Regions from separate parts of the Mus musculus genome. Here regions 1 and 2 are each linked to region 3. Evidence: chromatin contacts called from public HiChIP or PLAC-seq and promoter capture Hi-C data. All regions are on one chromosome and are shown on one strand. The core of a region is the stretch at or near the end of the contact, and the rest is flanking DNA. Distances in the headings are between cores, read along the strand shown.

The links. Promoter capture Hi-C pulls out the DNA fragments that hold promoters and counts their contacts. HiChIP or PLAC-seq counts read pairs in DNA pulled down with a chosen protein or histone mark.
Region 1: a contact with region 3 is called in a promoter capture Hi-C map of fetal liver, with 8 times the contacts expected there. The contact joins the promoter of 4930447F24Rik here to the promoter of Mst1r in region 3. A contact is called at or near these places in 6 of 39 promoter capture datasets (3T3-L1-derived adipocytes, the C10 cell line, embryonic stem cells and 3 more), 2 of 115 datasets of contacts at active chromatin or transcription factors (embryonic stem cells and pancreatic cancer cells) and 3 of 9 other capture datasets (embryonic stem cells, liver and pancreatic islet).
Region 2: a contact with region 3 is called in an H3K27ac HiChIP or PLAC-seq map of embryonic stem cells, with 4 times the contacts expected there. The contact joins the enhancer-like site here to the promoter of Mst1r in region 3. A contact is called at or near these places in 5 of 39 promoter capture datasets (the 3T3-L1 cell line, 3T3-L1-derived adipocytes, embryonic stem cells and 2 more), 24 of 484 Hi-C or Micro-C datasets (the AML12 cell line, the C10 cell line, the G1E-ER4 cell line and 17 more), 41 of 115 datasets of contacts at active chromatin or transcription factors (the 230-238 cell line, DN3 thymocytes, the NIH/3T3 cell line and 26 more) and 4 of 9 other capture datasets (adipose tissue, embryonic stem cells, liver and 1 more).

Annotation. Positions count from the first base shown.
Region 1 is chr9:108,131,970-108,135,081 of GRCm38.p6, reverse strand. 4930447F24Rik (RIKEN cDNA 4930447F24 gene) reads right to left here and starts at 1,364. Exons shown (of 3, transcript NR_126078.1): 1 at 1,292-1,364. All of the region lies in intron 2 of Bsn (bassoon), which reads left to right.
Region 2 is chr9:108,033,600-108,036,753 of GRCm38.p6, reverse strand. The region is part of intron 3 of Ip6k1 (inositol hexaphosphate kinase 1); the gene reads right to left. Among named protein-coding and RNA genes, the nearest start is that of Gmppb, 14 kb to the left of the region's middle. Within about 2 kb of position 1,318, at least 89 of the 459 cell types and tissues checked have an H3K27ac peak or open chromatin away from gene starts, as enhancers often do. A contact at or near this core is called in the 230-238 cell line, the G1E-ER4 cell line, embryonic stem cells and 4 more, where this site is marked.
Region 3 is chr9:107,905,295-107,908,408 of GRCm38.p6, reverse strand. It overlaps Mst1r (macrophage stimulating 1 receptor (c-met-related tyrosine kinase)), which reads right to left and starts at 1,520. Exons shown (of 19, transcript NM_009074.2): 1 at 29-1,520. The coding sequence starts at 1,264. It also overlaps the pseudogene Gm23856.

The sequences.
Region 1 (3,112 bases), core at 115-2,614, 230 kb before region 3:
CATATACACATACACACAGACACATGCATACACACACACACACACACACACACACACACAGACACATAGACAGACACACATACACACAGACACACACACACACAGAGTAAACAAAGAAAACTGTTTGAAAATGTAAATAAAACACTAGAGGAAAGAGTATGGTCAGGACCTTATCTACTCCAGGCTTAGCCGTTGCTGAGGCAGAGGCAGAGGCAGAGGCAGAGAGGCAGAGAGGCAGAGAGGCAGAGAGGCAGAGAGGCAGAGAGGCAGAGAGGCAGAGAGGCAGAGAGGCAGAGAGGCAGAGAGGCAGAGAGGCAGAGAGGCAGAGAGAGAGGCAGAGAGAGAGGCAGAGAGAGAGGCAGAGAGAGAGGCAGAGAGAGAGGCAGAGAGAGAGGCAGAGAGGCAGAGAGAGAGGCAGAGAGGCAGAGAGGCAGAGAGGCAGAGAGGCAGAGAGGCAGAGAGGCAGAGAGGCAGAGAGGCAGAGAGGCAGAGAGGCAGAGAGGCAGAGAGGCAGAGAGGCAGAGAGGCAGAGAGGCAGAGAGGCAGAGAGGGAGGCAGAGAGGGAGAGAGGCAGAGAGGGAGAGAGGCAGAGAGGGAGAGAGGCAGAGAGGGAGAGAGGCAGAGAGGCAGAGAGGCAGAGAGAGAGGCAGAGAGGCAGAGAGAGAGGCAGAGAGGCAGAGAGAGAGGCAGAGAGGCAGAGAGAGAGGCAGAGAGGCAGAGAGAGAGGCAGAGAGGCAGAGAGAGAGGCAGAGAGGCAGAGAGAGAGGCAGAGAGGCAGAGAGAGAGGCAGAGAGGCAGAGAGAGAGGCAGAGAGGCAGAGAGGCAGAGAGAGAGGCAGAGAGGCAGAGAGGCAGAGAGGCAGGAGAGGCAGAGAGAGAGGCAGAGAGGCAGAGAGAGAGGCAGAGAGGCAGAGAGGCAGAGAGGCAGAGAGGCAGAGAGGCAGAGAGGCAGAGAGGCAGAGAGGCAGAGAGGCAGAGAGGCAGAGAGGCAGAGAGGCAGAGAGGCAGAGAGGCAGAGAGGCAGAGAGGCAGAGAGGCAGAGAGGCAGAGAGGCAGAGAGGCAGAGAGGCAGAGAGGCAGAGAGGCAGAGAGGCAGAGAGGCAGAGAGGCAGAGGCAGAGGCAGAGGCAGAGGCAGAGGCAGAGGCAGAGGCAGAGGCAGAGGCAGAGAGGCAGAGGCAGAGAGGCAGAGGCAGAGAGGCAGAGGCAGAGGCAGAGGCAGAGGCAGGCAGGCAGGTCTAACTTACTGCCCCCATCCTTAACCTCATGACAAGCCCTGGGCTTGGATGCTTACCGAAGGTGGGTTGTGCAAAGAAGGAAGGGAGCCAATGTAATGGTCTAAGCCTCTCCCTTTAATGTCTGCATCCCACTGCTTCCAGCAAAGGCCAGGACACCAGATGGCCTGGGGGTGGAGCTATGAGCAGCACAGAGTCCTCAGCCCTAGCCAGCAGCCTGTCCCCTTTCCTCTGCCCCATCCAGGCCACACTGCTGTTTGGGCCAGATTCAAATGAGGCACAGGTGTCCTAAAGGCATGGGATGAGGCCTCCTCCAGGAGGAGATGACTACAGTGCTTCCCTCTAACCCTAAATAAAGTGGAAGTGGACCTCCAGGCAGGCTGGGGCAGGAAAGGGATCTTAGCCACCATGTGCCTAGTCCTTAGGCCATTTGCCTTATAGAAGCCCCCCTGATTAAAAAATAACAGCAACAGCAAAACCATTCAGTCAACAGGGGAAAGTCCTCCAAGCTTCTAGGAGCTCTTAGGCAGCCAGCCCTGGTGTTAGAACGCGGCCCCAGGCTGCCTGTTTTCTGGAGACAGGGCCGACCTTAACTGTATCTGTAGGATGGAGAGCAGAGACACGGGAGAGACAAGAGTGCTGTTGCATGGGCTGTTTTGTGGCTGAGGCCATCAGGCATGGAGTGCTGGCACTGAAGAGCCTAGGCATCAACCAAACAGGAATGGGAAGGATCCAGAGCAGAACAATGCAGCTCACCACTAAATCATATATTGTTTTTTTTTAAAGATTTATTTATTTATTTATTTATTATATGTAAAGTACACTGTAGCTGTCTTCAGACGCACCAGAAGAGGGCATCGGATCTCATTACGGGTGGTTGTGAGCCACCATGTGGTTGCTGGGATTTGAACTTCCGACCTTCGGAAGAGCAGTCGGGTGCTCTTACCCACTGAGCCATCTCACCAGCCCTAAATCGTATATTGTTATATGTAAAGCCAAGTGAAACAGGACAGAGACAGTGGAGTAAAGACGGCCAAGAAAAGGGGGGATGAGATGGCTCAGTGGGTAAAGTTACTTGCTGCCAAACCTGATGGACCGAGTTCAACTCCCAGGACCTACAGGGTAGAAGAAAACTGGTTCTTGCAAAAGCTGTGATACATGCCCACACAGGCACACACAGACCCTCAAGTAGTCAGAGCAAACTTGCCAAAAAAAAAAAAAAAAAAAAAAAAAAAAAAAAAAAAAAAAAACCACACACACACACAACCAAGTTGGAGGGGACTGGAGTGATGGCTTTGTGGTTAAGAGCACTTGCTGCTCTTCCAGAGGACCAGGGTTCAGTTCTCAGTACTGGGATCGGGTGGCATAGCTGCCTGTAACTCCAGCTCCTGGAGATTCGATGCCCTCTTCTGCTCTCCACAAGTACTGTGCATGTGCACACACACATAAGAGTAAATAAAAAAAATTTCAAACAAGAAAAAGTGAGATCCTGACTCAAAAAGGTAAATAAACACAAAATCAAGCTAGGCACAGGATGCTCATCTTTAATCCCACCAGTCTCCAGGCAGAGGCAAGCAGATTTCTCAGTTCAAGACCAGCCTGGTCTACAAAGTTAGTGCCAGGACAGCCAGCGCTACCACAGAGAGAAACCCTATGTAAAAAGAGAAAAGGAAAGGAAAGGAAAGAAAGAAAGGAAAAGAAAAAACAAAATCAGAACAACAACAAAACCCCCAAATCTCCCAAATTTCACATATACATTTACATGATTATTATGTCTGTCTGTCTGTCTGCCTCTGTCTCTCTGTGTGTGTGTGTGTGTGTGTGTGTGTGTGTGTGTGTGTGTGTTTCTGGGATTCAACCCAGGGCCTAGGTAGTAGATA
Region 2 (3,154 bases), core at 69-2,568, 130 kb before region 3:
CCCAGCATCTGAGTGGCAGAAATGGGAGATTACTGTATGCTTTGGATTAGCCTGGTCTACATATGAATTCTATGCCAGCCACCAGAGTACACAGTGAGATCTTGTCTCACAAACAACAAAACCGTACAGACAACATGCTAACAGATTAATATTCTCTCTCTCTCTCTCTCTCTCTCTCTCTCTCTCTCTCTCTCTCTCTCTCCCCCCGCCCCTCTCGGTTTTTCAAGATAGGGTTTCCTCTGTGTAGTCCTGATTGTCCTGGAACTCTGCATGTAAACCAGGCTGGCCTTGAAATCATGAAAATCTTCCTGTTTCTGCCTCCCAAGAACTGGGATTAAAGGCGCGTGTTCTTATGCCTGTGTGCACCATGGATGTGGAGGTGGCTGCAGAGACCAGAAGGCAACACTCAGTGCCCTGGAGCTTTTGTGAGCTGCCAGATGTGGGGTGCTGGGAACTCAACTTGGGTCTTCTGGAAGTACAGGAAGCATTCTTAACTCCATTCCTCCCCCAACCCCAACTCATGGTCTCACTATGAGTCCAAGCTATTCTGCAACTTGTTATGCAGCACATGCTGTGTTCACACACCCAATGATCCTCCTGCCTCAGCTTCCAGAGTGCTAGGATTACAAGCATGCATCATCATGCTTTGACTGCCAACACTTTATTCTCTAGCCTCTGGATTATATTTAATTTAGTAGAAGCTAACTAATGTCACAAATAATACACAGAATAATATCAAGAGACATAATTCTGAGAAAAACCAATGCCCAGTATAAATACAGGAAGCATGGAAAAGATAATATTATCAGATTCTCAGAGTTTGAACAAAAGCCACTGGGTAACCTAGTCTGTATGGTCTATCATCACTCTCATGCTCAGACATCCTATAGGTTTGAGACTTAAAAGGAAGTTAAATAACCTATTGCCATGAACACAGGGCACCCTGCTTCTAAAGAGCTGACAGAGTTTCAGTTTCTCTTAACTGGGTTTAGCCACACCCAGAAAGCAACATCACTGAGGTGGTAAAATGCATCAGGGAGGCCATATCAGTGTGAGTAACCCATGACCACCAGCCACCCCCACACTACCTCCACCCCACTGTTGGGAACCATATTCTTTAATCATGTGTCAGGATGAGAGGACTGAGCTAGGCTGACTCCATGACAGGCTACAAAATGCCAGTTCAAGGAACTAGGTGTAAGTTTCTGATTCCCAGAACTGAACAAACCAGTTCAGGCAAGAGCCACAGCACACAGGCAGCCAGTCAGGAACTGCCCCACCATCTGGCCTGAGCCAGGAACTGTTCATCAGCAACAGTTCTAGAAAGTCCCCAGCCCCCAGCAATGGTTCCGGAAAGCCCCTAGAGCCCTAACCAAGCCCAGAGTCACCTGTACCCCTAGAGATAGAGCGAACCAGTAAGGGTAAAGATCACTCACCGACTACTCCCTGGAATTTCCCTAATCAGCTTTAAATTGAGCCTGTGCGCTCACTTCCAAGTTGCTGTTTTGATGAATGGTTGACCCTGCATGCTGGTAATTTCTGCAGAATAAACCCTCTTTCTTTGCATATTACTTGAGTCTGGGTTCTTCCTTCAGTGGTTCTTGGACCGTAACATTTGGGCGCTCATCCAGGATTGCTGCTGCCCCCCTACCCTTGTTAGCTGAGCAGGTTTTTGTTTTTGTTTTTTTTAGGGAAGCAATTGGTTCTCCACCAATTGGTAAGCTGAGGTGCTTCTGTCTGTCCTGTGTCTTTGTGTTTTGTCTTTTGTCCTGTCTTGCTTGGAGTTGTCTTTTGCTCTGTTCAGTGTAGGGTGATTTTTTTTAAGGCCAACTCCAGCGACCTCTCAGTGGCAGTGGGAGCATTGGAGAACTCCAGCCAAACACAGTGTTTGGTGAAGGCTAGTGAGTTATCCTGATAGGTGGGGCATGATACCAGGAGAGGCCACCATCAGCTTCATTTGGTTTCTTTTTCCAACACCTACAGACTTATTGTGTGCTTTGTGTGGTTGTGATTTATTTGTTCTCCCCTATTACTTTGAGAGACACCATGGGCCGACCAGCCAGCTCCACTCCATTGACTAGGTTCAAGTGCAATTACACTTGAAGGACTTCAAATGCCTGACAAAAAAAATCTAAGTGTAACTGTATGGTTGGGAAACTAACTATCTTTGGCAGGAACGAGTGGCCAGCAGGTCCACCACCCTTGGGGACTGATGCGCATCACTATCTGTAAAACTCAGTCTCTCCTCCATCAAAACTCTGACTATGGGACGTCTGGGTCTGCAGAAATGGTTGTTTACCCCCTGACTTAGTTTTAACTCATTTCAAGAATTTTTAGAAAAAAGTGACTAAATCGGGACAACAAAAACTGACAAGTTGGTGCTGTCCCCAGAGCCCTGCCTCCTGCCTGGATCAAAATGGCAGTAAGCCAGGGGCTATGTGCAGGCTGCTCTTAAAGGGGTCAGCAGCTTCTCAGCCTCCCTGGTAAGTAATCTGACAGCTACAAAACATCTATGCCCATGAGAACTGGATTCAACAAGTAGCAAGGTATTCCGTTCTTAAAATTACAGCTTAAAAAAATTGTCTGTTTTAAATGTATAAATATATGTGGCCACTGCATGTTTATTTTTGACCAGTCTTAAATATGTAAGTTTAATATAATCTTCATGTCTTATTTACAAAATATTAATTTATAATTTATGATATATAGTTAATAATCTACAGTATCAGTAACAGAAAGTTGGTTTAAAACAACTCAGGGTTAAAATCATCCTGGGCAACAACACATGTTATGAGTCAACCAAGGTCTCTAAAGAGACTTTTAAATTGGGATAATATGTTTTATGCAATTTTTGTCCTAAAAAATTAGACTTATAAAAGATGAGATTTTAAAATGTTTCTTTAATGAGGTACTGAAGCTGTACTCCCACGTGTTCATATATAGGAAATTTTCTTGTTGGCAGTCAAACTTTATGGCATAAAGTTGATGATCTTATAGACAGAGAACTGTTTAAACTGTCACAAAGCACTGGGACAATTTGAGAGATCTTTTATTGGCATGTCTTTGTTGGTGCGTGATGGGTACAATGAAGGAGGAAATTTCATTATACAACAGCAATCAAGTTATAAATCCATCTAGAAAAATAATTACAATA
Region 3 (3,114 bases), core at 271-2,770:
AGGTCAGGGGCCCGCTCTTTCTGCTCACCGGATTAGGACAAAAACTGGGCGTCTGGAAGAAGTCAAGGCCTCTCGACAACAGGGAAGAAGAATTTGAAGAGTGACAGCAATATTCGACACCCTCTTCAATCAGGATGTTCAGGTGGTAAATGGGGAAGGCACATACAACAGAGTTGGGACCCATGCCAGAGCCACCATCCTTGACGGTCACAAAGACCCCAAAAAGCACTTCCTGGCCCTCTGAAATGCTCAGTTCCACAGCCAGTTTGGCATCCACTGGAGCAGAGTGGGCTGCCTGAAGCACTGGGTAGGGCTGTGTGCCCTCCGGGGCTCCACGGCGCCGGCGTTTAGGTGCAAAATGACAGTCCAAGACCAGCTCCCGGTAGTCACCAATCTCTGGCTCTACAGCATTGAGCCGGACCAGACGTGTATGCAAGGCACTGGGAGGGCTTGTGACACTGATGGGCTGGACAGTCAGAAAGTAGACAAAATCCCCCGAGTGGAAGCTGTACACATATTTGATGAGGTAGGAGGCCAAATATTTGGGCAGCACCGACAGCGACGGAAAACCTGGTTGGAATCCAGAAGTATCAGACTTTAGACGACGGATGGACACCGAGCGGGGGCTAAAGCTAGCGGCCAACTCTGGGTCTAGCGAAGATGCCACATAGAAGTAGGAAGCATGCCCCTGCTCCACCACAGTCACACGAGTGCCCAGGGGGCTAGCCACACAGTCCGTGCAGGCCTCAGGCTTGTTATTGTTTGCTGAGAATAGGCAGGCTGGAGCTGCTAAGTGCAGGGCTTTCCCCCGAGGCTCCAGCTCATGCAGGAAGCAGCGGCCCTGTAGGGTTGAGCCACAGCTGACCAGGGCTGGCAAACCTGGCTCCATCACTAGCACCAGTGTGTCTGTGTCCTTTGGTGGTCCATGAGGGCCTGGACCACAGCTCGCACAAGTCTGGCAGCCAGGGTTCCCGATAGGGCCAGTGGTCAGGTTCTCTATGAACTGCAGGTCAGGCCCAAGCACGTGCAGGTGATTGCGTGTGGCCACAAACACCGCACTATTTGTACTGTCCTCGTAGGCTGCGGTGGCCTGTACCCGGCCCCCCGCGGAGAAGCTGGGGACCACGTACTTGACACTGAAGTCTCGGGAGGCTGCGTAGGGTATTCGTGGGCACTGCCAGTTCAGGTTGGTGGACGCCGCCGACAGCCGCAAAAGAAGCATTAGCAGAAGAGAGGATTGAAGCAGCGGCAGAGGCAGCCCCATTGAGCTGGGGCCCCTTGGGAATCCCAGAAGGTCCAGGACTTGATCGAACCAGACTCAGGGTCCGAGCTGAGACCAGCTTTACGCAGCGGTACTGAAAGCTCCTGGGCAGCTGCCCCCCTGCCCTGGTCCCTGGCAAACCCAACCTTTCTCTCTGGCTTGTGGTCTGAGCACCTGGCTGTGGACCCACGGACACGGCAATGGCACGATCACCTCACCAGGGGCCCCAGCTGCTGCTTCTAGCTGCCGCTGCTACAGCTACTTGGATCAAAGTCGAAGGGAGGTGGGCCCCAGTGGGTGCGGCAGGGCTGGGGGCGGGGCTACGGGCGGAGCCCTGTCGAAGGCCCTGCTTTCTTTCCAGCTCTGTCTGACTCTTTCCAGCTGTGAGAAGGCTGTTGTTGTGACCTGGGAAGGAGTATTCCTGAACCATCCTATATCCCCACAACCCATCTGGTTGAGGTTAGAACGCTGCAGGACAATCTGGCTCCTCTCTCCTCATGGCCCTCTTTCATAGGAACACTGTCAGGCACTAGTTCACCATGTGGGGAACGGAGACGGAGACCAGGAATGCACTGGACAGAGTAATGCGGGGGTGGGGGCGCTGCAGAAAGGGATACATGGAACAGACCTTGTGTGGTCAGAGATCATCTTTCCATGTGCCTATTCAGAGAAGTGTCAGAGAAAGGTATGTTGTGCCCTGTCCTGTGTGCCAAGACCCATAAAGATTAATGGAGTCTGACCCGCCCTGGGTGGTAATACTTAGAGGAGGTAACTTCTGTGAAGACCTAGCCCTCTGGCTCGGATCCTGTCACTGTGGCCTCAGCATGAGAAGGCATATATGGGACAGAAGGGAAGAGTGACGGTAGAAAATGCCTCTCCTCCGGTGCCCTGGTACAGGAGAGGTGTGGTCTTTGAATTCCGGGGCACCTCTGATCCGCTCCTTGCTTTGTGGACCCAGTGTCTCTGAAACACGAATGTAGCTGTAGTTGGTTGGAATCCAGAGTCCTCTTTCCAGGATGGGTGAAGCCCATTCTGCTTTGCCACCTCTCTTTCCCGGGACTCAGCCGCTGTCTCTTGGTAAGACGCTTTCTCAATACCTCAGGGTAATGGAGCAGGAAGAGGTATTCTTAGCCAGGCAGCTGCCTTAGCTCCGTGAACCTGGGCTCTTGAGGGCTCCTCACAGGGTGGTCATAGGCAGTTTTGAGTCCCTAGGCAGCAGAGAATAAGAGAGCTGGGGAGGGAGGAACCCACCCTGGGGAATTCTACCTTTTCTACTCCACGCCCAGGACAAACTTCACTGCCTGCTTCTCCTTTCTAACATGGCCTTAGCTAGTGCTCCATCCCTTCATCCTTTCATAGTCGAGATGGTATTATCCTAGGATGCCTTTTTTGTTTTGTTTTGTTTTGTTACATAGAAACAGGGTTTCTCTGGGCAAAATAGGTTTTTCCTGGCTGTCTTGGAGTTCACTCTGTAGACCAGACTGCCCTCAAACTCAGAGATCCACCTGCTTCAGCCTTTCAGCCTTCCAAGTACTAGGACTAAGTATTGGGCATGTGTGCTACCATGCTGCTGTTGCTGCTGCTTCTCCTTCTCTTTCTCCTTCAGATTTATTTATTTATTTCATGTATGTGAGTACACTGTTGCTGTCATCAGACACACCAGAAGAGGGCATCAGATCCCCATTACAGAGGGTTGTCAGCCACCATGTGGTTGCTGGGAATTGAACTCAGGACCTATGGAAGATCAGTCAGTGTTCTTAACCACTGAGCCATCTCTCCAGCCCCAGCTTTTTTTTTTAATAGCATTAATTAAAATCATCAAAAAATATGGAACCCTTCACAGATCTGCGAGT